Regions from separate parts of the Anas platyrhynchos genome. Here region 1 is linked to region 2. The links are chromatin contacts, called in public Hi-C maps. All regions are on one chromosome and are shown on one strand. Each heading gives the region's core, a stretch centred on a gene start, on an enhancer-like site or on the middle of the called end of the contact. The rest is flanking DNA. Distances are from core to core; before and after follow the strand shown.

What was found. Hi-C and Micro-C count contacts between places; a contact is called where the count stands out from the background.
Region 1: a contact with region 2 is called in a Hi-C map of liver, with 3 times the contacts expected there. The contact joins the enhancer-like site here to the promoter of P3H1 in region 2. A contact is called at or near these places in 2 of 8 Hi-C or Micro-C datasets (liver and skeletal muscle).

Annotation. Positions count from the first base shown.
Region 1 is chr22:8,161,243-8,164,093 of IASCAAS_PekinDuck_T2T, forward strand. No RefSeq gene overlaps it. Among named protein-coding and RNA genes, the nearest start is that of CDC42, 30 kb to the left of the region's middle. Within about 2 kb of position 1,394, at least 3 of the 8 cell types and tissues checked have an H3K27ac peak or open chromatin away from gene starts, as enhancers often do.
Region 2 is chr22:8,121,882-8,124,765 of IASCAAS_PekinDuck_T2T, forward strand. It overlaps P3H1 (prolyl 3-hydroxylase 1), which reads right to left and starts at 1,396. Exons shown (of 15, transcript XM_027443201.3): 1 at 886-1,396; 2 at 146-298. The coding sequence starts at 1,365. It overlaps C22H1orf50 (chromosome 22 C1orf50 homolog), which reads left to right and starts at 1,428. Exons shown (of 4, transcript XM_027443203.3): 1 at 1,428-1,601; 2 at 2,219-2,305. The coding sequence starts at 1,449.

The DNA of each region.
Region 1 (2,851 bases), core at 144-2,643, 39 kb after region 2:
ATTCTTGCTGTCAGTGGTGTGCCTTATGCTTAAGCACGTTGTGCAAGGAAAGATGCGCATGCTTGATAAGACCTCTGAGGTGCAACTGCATCTTTACCAGCACCTTTGGAGCATGTTTTTTGGCATGGGTCAAATGGCAGTGCACCACTTAGCAAATGCTACCTGTTATCAGTGTGCTGCCTCATCTGACCTGGCATGGCTGTCTTTGTTGTGTGCACTCTGCTTGATTTGTGTCTGTCTGCTCTTCCTTCCTTAGTGGGCTCCTGGGGGGAGATGGGATGAGGTGCAGCCACCTTCATCAGTTAAGTCAGGTCAGTGTGCTTTTGAAGCCAATCTCCAAGCTGTCCGTAAGCCATGCGTTCTGGTTAACATCCCAGAGCATGCTAGCTGGAGTTGTGTTAGGTGTACACTGCAAACATGGCAGCCCCTGGGCTGGGAGGACAGGAGGGAAGTGTCCCCTCCTGTGCTGTCCTGCGAGCAGCCTCGCATCGAGCCTCTCCCTGTCCTAGTGCAGCTGCTCAGCAGCACCACTGCTTCCTCAGTGTGCACAGCTTCCTGGGGCCCCACGGGGAAATGGGCAAGAGCAAGCGAGCCCATGTCTCTAGCGTGTTTGAATTGGATATTGTACTTCATCAGTTCACTGGGTTTGTGTCTGTGGGACCTGGCTAGAGTGAGTTTGAAGGCCACCCAAAAAAACGTGTGGTTACTGCTGGGTATGGTTTCACTTGGTGAACACGTTCCTGTTGTCTCTGCCATTTGCTGCTGTAGATGCAGCTAAAAACAGACTGATGATTTTGGCATGGTCCCAAGAGACAGCAATGTCCTCTGCTACTTGGCCACCATCTAGGCCTTGCTTTGCAGCTGGTAGCAGCTGCCTCCTTTTCAAAACAGACTGAGTGGGACAGAGAGTGCTGTTGTCAGCACTGCCCAGACCCAGCCTTCCTGTAGCCTTAACTCATGCTCACCGGCTTGTCTTCCTGCATGGCTGTTTTACCTGGGGTCCTGTGCTGGGGAGGTGCACTGCTTTGCTTTCCCCTGCCACCTACACTTGTCTTCCTCCAAGAAACGTTCCTCCCTGTTGCTTCTCTTCCTCCTCTGGTCCATCTGAAGCCTGCAAGTCACTGCTTGAATGCCTGGGCACCTTGTTAAGGACTTAAGTTTCATGGAGAGGATCAAGCACATAAGAGGAAATTACTGCTTCTGAAACTGTAAAAAGGAATCATAAAGCGGTTAAACTAAGAATAAATCTCTTCTGGCTGGCAAAAGGAGCAGGGCTCTTTTCCTGGTGGTGTATTTCTGCTGGCTTAGTTCCCTTAGTTCCCACTGTGAGCTGTCCTTTTCGTGAGCTGAATCAGTTCCTGAAACCCCGCCTGGGAGAAGCCTGATCACAGGAGCTCCAACCAACCAACAGCTTTGTGAACTCCTGCCCTAAATGACTTGTCCAGGATTGTGCAAGAAACTGGTAACAGGGCACAGGCTCAAGCTCAACAGCCAGGTTATCTTAGCGAGAGATCCTGCTGCCCTGCCATAGACATACCAGTGAGTCCAGGACCTCCTCCCTTTTCTTCCTTGGGATTCTTTCTGATGCTTACAGGTCAGCTCCTGCTCGCTGTAGTGAGGTAAAATCGAGAAGAACATTTGGCATCTGCCTGGACCTGGATAAATAGCCTGGTGTGGGGGGAAGCCCTTGTCCCAGACAGAGGACATCTGGATGGTGGTAGGGGAGTGAAACTCCCCATGCTGCGGCAGGACTCCGGTCTGATTTTGATAACTCTTGGATATAGATTTTTGTGTTTTTAGGTCTGGCCTGATGTGGGTGCCCTCTGCCTGCTTCTCTGCTTTGTTGGAGGTTGCCAGTAACAAAGGCAGCGTGTTTGTTGGATTACCCCTTATCTAGTGATCCCTGGAAGCTAGTGAAGTATTTTGCTTTCCCCAAGGTTTTCTTTGGCCTGGATTGTCAAGGTAAGCTTTAATAGGGAACATTGCTGCTAAGGACCAAAAAGACCTAAAGGTCCCTAGAACCGCTTTGCAGCCAGGTAGGGGCCTTCCCTGAGCCATTAATGCTCAGCTCACTGCACCCGAAGGCAGGCAGTGTGTGGTGGGCTGCGTTTAACCTATTGTGCCATACCTGGGCAAGCAGCTTTGGGTGCTCGGAAATGGAGTATTTCCTGTGGGCAGCCCTTAAATGGTTCCGTTTCAAGCTGCCCTCTGGTGGTTTCAGACTGGATGGCTGAAATGAAAAATCAGCCCATTTTACTGACGTCAGCCTCCTGCAAGGGCTGCTGCAGGATGTGGGAGCAGTGCTCCCAGCACCGCACTCGGCGGGCTTCTGGAGGTGAGCAGTGCTTGCAGCGGTGTGGGACACTGGGGACTTGACTCCAGCAGCCCTCGGGGCGTTCAAGACAGCTGGCAGGGCTGCCTGGGTCATGTTGGCAGCTTGCAAAGCTGGATGAGAGCTGAATGAATCAGCTGGAAGAACCCCAGAGCTTGGTGCCCTGCGTTGGGGATGACTGGCTGGGTGTTTCAGGGCGGGGTGTAGGGGTACAGAACTGGGCAGGTGCAGGTCAGAGGCCTTAAAGCACTTCCTCCTGGGCTCTGATAAGAAATGGGCTTGAGCTGTGTAGCGCAGATTTACTGTCATCTTTAATACCACCCTTGCCACCAGTATTTGTGCTGGGATAGGCTATATAAGCAGTAATAGTATATTACTAAAAAGTATAAGCTATACTATTACTAAAAGTATATAAGCTATAATACCTGCTTCATTTTTACATCTCAGTTTCCTGACTTTAGGATTTATGCTTCTGTGAAAATACTTCCTCTTGTTACTTGTGCGTTTCTAGCTTTTCCT
Region 2 (2,884 bases), core at 146-2,645:
TGCCCAGCGCCTTTTGGTGGCAGACCCATCTCCTCTTCCCCACACCCAGCCATGGCCATGAACTTTAGGATCATCGCCACGATCCCAGCCAACACAATCCATCTTTCTAACCCCTGTGGATAAAACCCGTGGATGGGGTGCTCACCATGTGTGGCCTGGCCTCCAGGTCAATGAAGTCGGCCTCCTTGACGCCCGCCATCATCTGGTAGTACTCCAGGTTCTGCTTCATCTCCACGTGCTCAGGGTTGGCCACAAAGAAGGTGTGCGCCGCTGCCACCGCCTTCGCCACCTTGTTGATCTGGGTGGGGGGCGGCAGAAGGCATGAGGAACCGGGACCGAAACCTCCTCCCGTTTGTCCACGGCCCGTGCGCACGGTGCTGAGGGGAAGCTCCCCAGGGCCCCGATGGGGTCACAGAACAGCATGGGGAAGGGCAGAACAGACCCCTGGGATCGTCCTGTCCAGCCGCCCCCTACCCAAAAAGCAGCAGCCCGGCTCTGCCCCGCTGCTGCGGCTCCTCCAGCAGGGCCGCGGCCGGGCCGAGCCTCCACGTTCCCCCCCCCCCAGCCCCCAAAGAGCCAGGACCGGGACCGGGCGAGCGCAGCGGGGCCGGTCCCGGGGCTCCTCGTCCCCCGGCGCGGCAGGCCCGGGGCGGGCCGCGGCCAGGCCCGACGTGGCACCGCGGGGGGAGCCGGGGAGGGCGGGGAGGGCCCGGGGCCGCCTCCCGACCCCCGCCGCCAGGGCGGCCGCCGGCCCCCGAGCCCCGGCCCCCAGCATCGCCCCCTCCCGGGGCCCGGGACACCCCCGGCGTCCCCCCGGCCGCGGAGCTCCGCTCCCGGGGGACCCCGCGGGGCGCTCCCCGCCCGCCCCCGCCCGCGGGGCCGTACCTTGAAGTAGGCGACCTGGAGGTAGTTGTAGGGGCTGCGCTTGCGGAACTCGCGCTCCAGCTCCTCGCCCAGGCGGTACCTGGAGGGCGCGGCGGGGCCGCAGCGCCGCAGGCAGGCAGCGCGCCGCAGCAGCCCCCGGAAGAAAAGGAGGTCGCGGAGCGGGGGCTCGGGCTCGGGCTGGAGCCGGGGCTGCTCCTCCGCCAGCCCGGCCGTGGCGTTGGCGCAGCTCAGGCGGCACCGCAGTAGCCGGGAGCGCAGCGCGGCGCGGGCACGCAGCGCCCGCTCCATGTGCAGCACCACGCCCGGCCAATCGCCCCGCGCGTACGCCTCGGCGCCGGCGGCGAACAGCGCGTCCTGGGGCTCGGCCGGCAGCGGGGGCCCGGCCGGCTCCGAGGGCTCCGAGGGCCCCACCGGCTCCGGGGGCCCCGCTGCCCACGCCAGCAGCGGCAGCAGCGGCAGCAGCTGCCCCGCCAGCGCCATGGCCCAGCCTGGGCTCGCCCCGCCCCCGGCAGGCCCGGCCCCGGCAGGCCCCCCCCCCGTGAGGCCCCGCCTCTGTCCCCGGCATGGCGGCGGCGGCGGCGGGGGGGGAAGCGGAGCCTGGCGGCGGCGGCGGCGGCGCGGGCCTGGCCCTGGCCCTGGTGGAGGGCGGCGCCGGGCGGGCCGCACGCGTCGGGGACCCGGGGGACCTGGTGGCGCTGGCCCGGCAGGTGCAGCAGGTGAGGGGAAGCGGCTGGGGCGGGTGTGGGGCTGCGCAGGCGGCCGCTGTCCCGCTGCTGCCCGGCCTCCTCCGGGGCCTCCCGGGATCAGCGCCGGTCCCGGGGCCGCTGCTCCCAGTGCCGCCCTCCGTCTCCTGGGGCCCCTGTCCCGTGCCCTGTGCTGTGCCCTGTGCCCTGCTGCCTCCCCCTGTGCCTCCCAGTCTGTCCTGCCTCCCCTAGTGCCTCCCAGCGTGTCCTGCTGCCTCCCCCAGTGCCTCCCAGTCGCCCCAGTACATCCTCCCACCTTCTCCCAGTGCATCGCGCTGCCTCTTGGCCTAGCAGAGTCTCCTGGAAATTCCCCCCGCCCCCTCTGCTGCTGGCTGCAGCCCCAGGCACCCCGGTGCCTCCTCCTGGCCCTGTGGCTTTCACTTCCCTTCCTGGGGGTGCCTTGGTGTCCCCCTGCCAGGCTGCTGGGCTCAGAGCTCCCTGGGCAGCTCCTGCACCACCACAGCCCTGTCCAAGCCCTGAGCGAGGCTGTGGCCATGGCTTCTCCAGCGCACGTGCAGATCTCTGGCGTGGAAGTGTCCAGAGAGAGCCCTGGCTGCCCCGGTCCTGAACAGCCCCATTCTTCCTTGCAGGCGGGTGACTTCGTCCGAGCAAACGCCTGCAACCGCCTGACCGTCATTGCCGAGCAGATCCGGTATTTGCAGGAGCAGGCTCGGAAGGTGAGGGCAGGTCTCTTGGTGGCTGGGCGGGGAGCTCATTGCCTTGTGCTTGCACATTGGCTGTGAGGAACCAGCCAACAACCTAGCTTCGTAGGTGATGGCAAAGCATTTGGAACAACCTGGATGCGAATCATTGCCAGAAGCCAAACAGAGAAGGTTCAGTGGGGACACAGTGAAGGTTTATTGTCTGGTACCAGCTGGGGGCGGGGGAGATGTTTTTGGGACTTTCCCTTACTCCTCTGCATAGCAAGGAGGACTTCTGCCTGTGCAGACCAACTTCTTTCTCAGGAGCAATGGGAGCTGGGGGCCAGACCAGAGCAGCTCAGGCGTCAGTGGTGGCTGTGTGATGGGAATCTCCTGTCCCTGCAGCCTGTGGGTCATGCTCCAATGTGGACCTGGCACAGAACAGATGAGCTTTTCCCCAGTGATTGGCCACGTCTCAGCTCTTGAGTTTGTCCAGGCTCTTTTGCCAGAGCAGTCAGAACCTGGCCACAAACACAGTGGGGCTTGGTGTCCTTGGTTCTGCCTTCACCCCTGGGGCTGCAATCATGAGTTCTGGAAGCAAAGAGAAGGATTGGA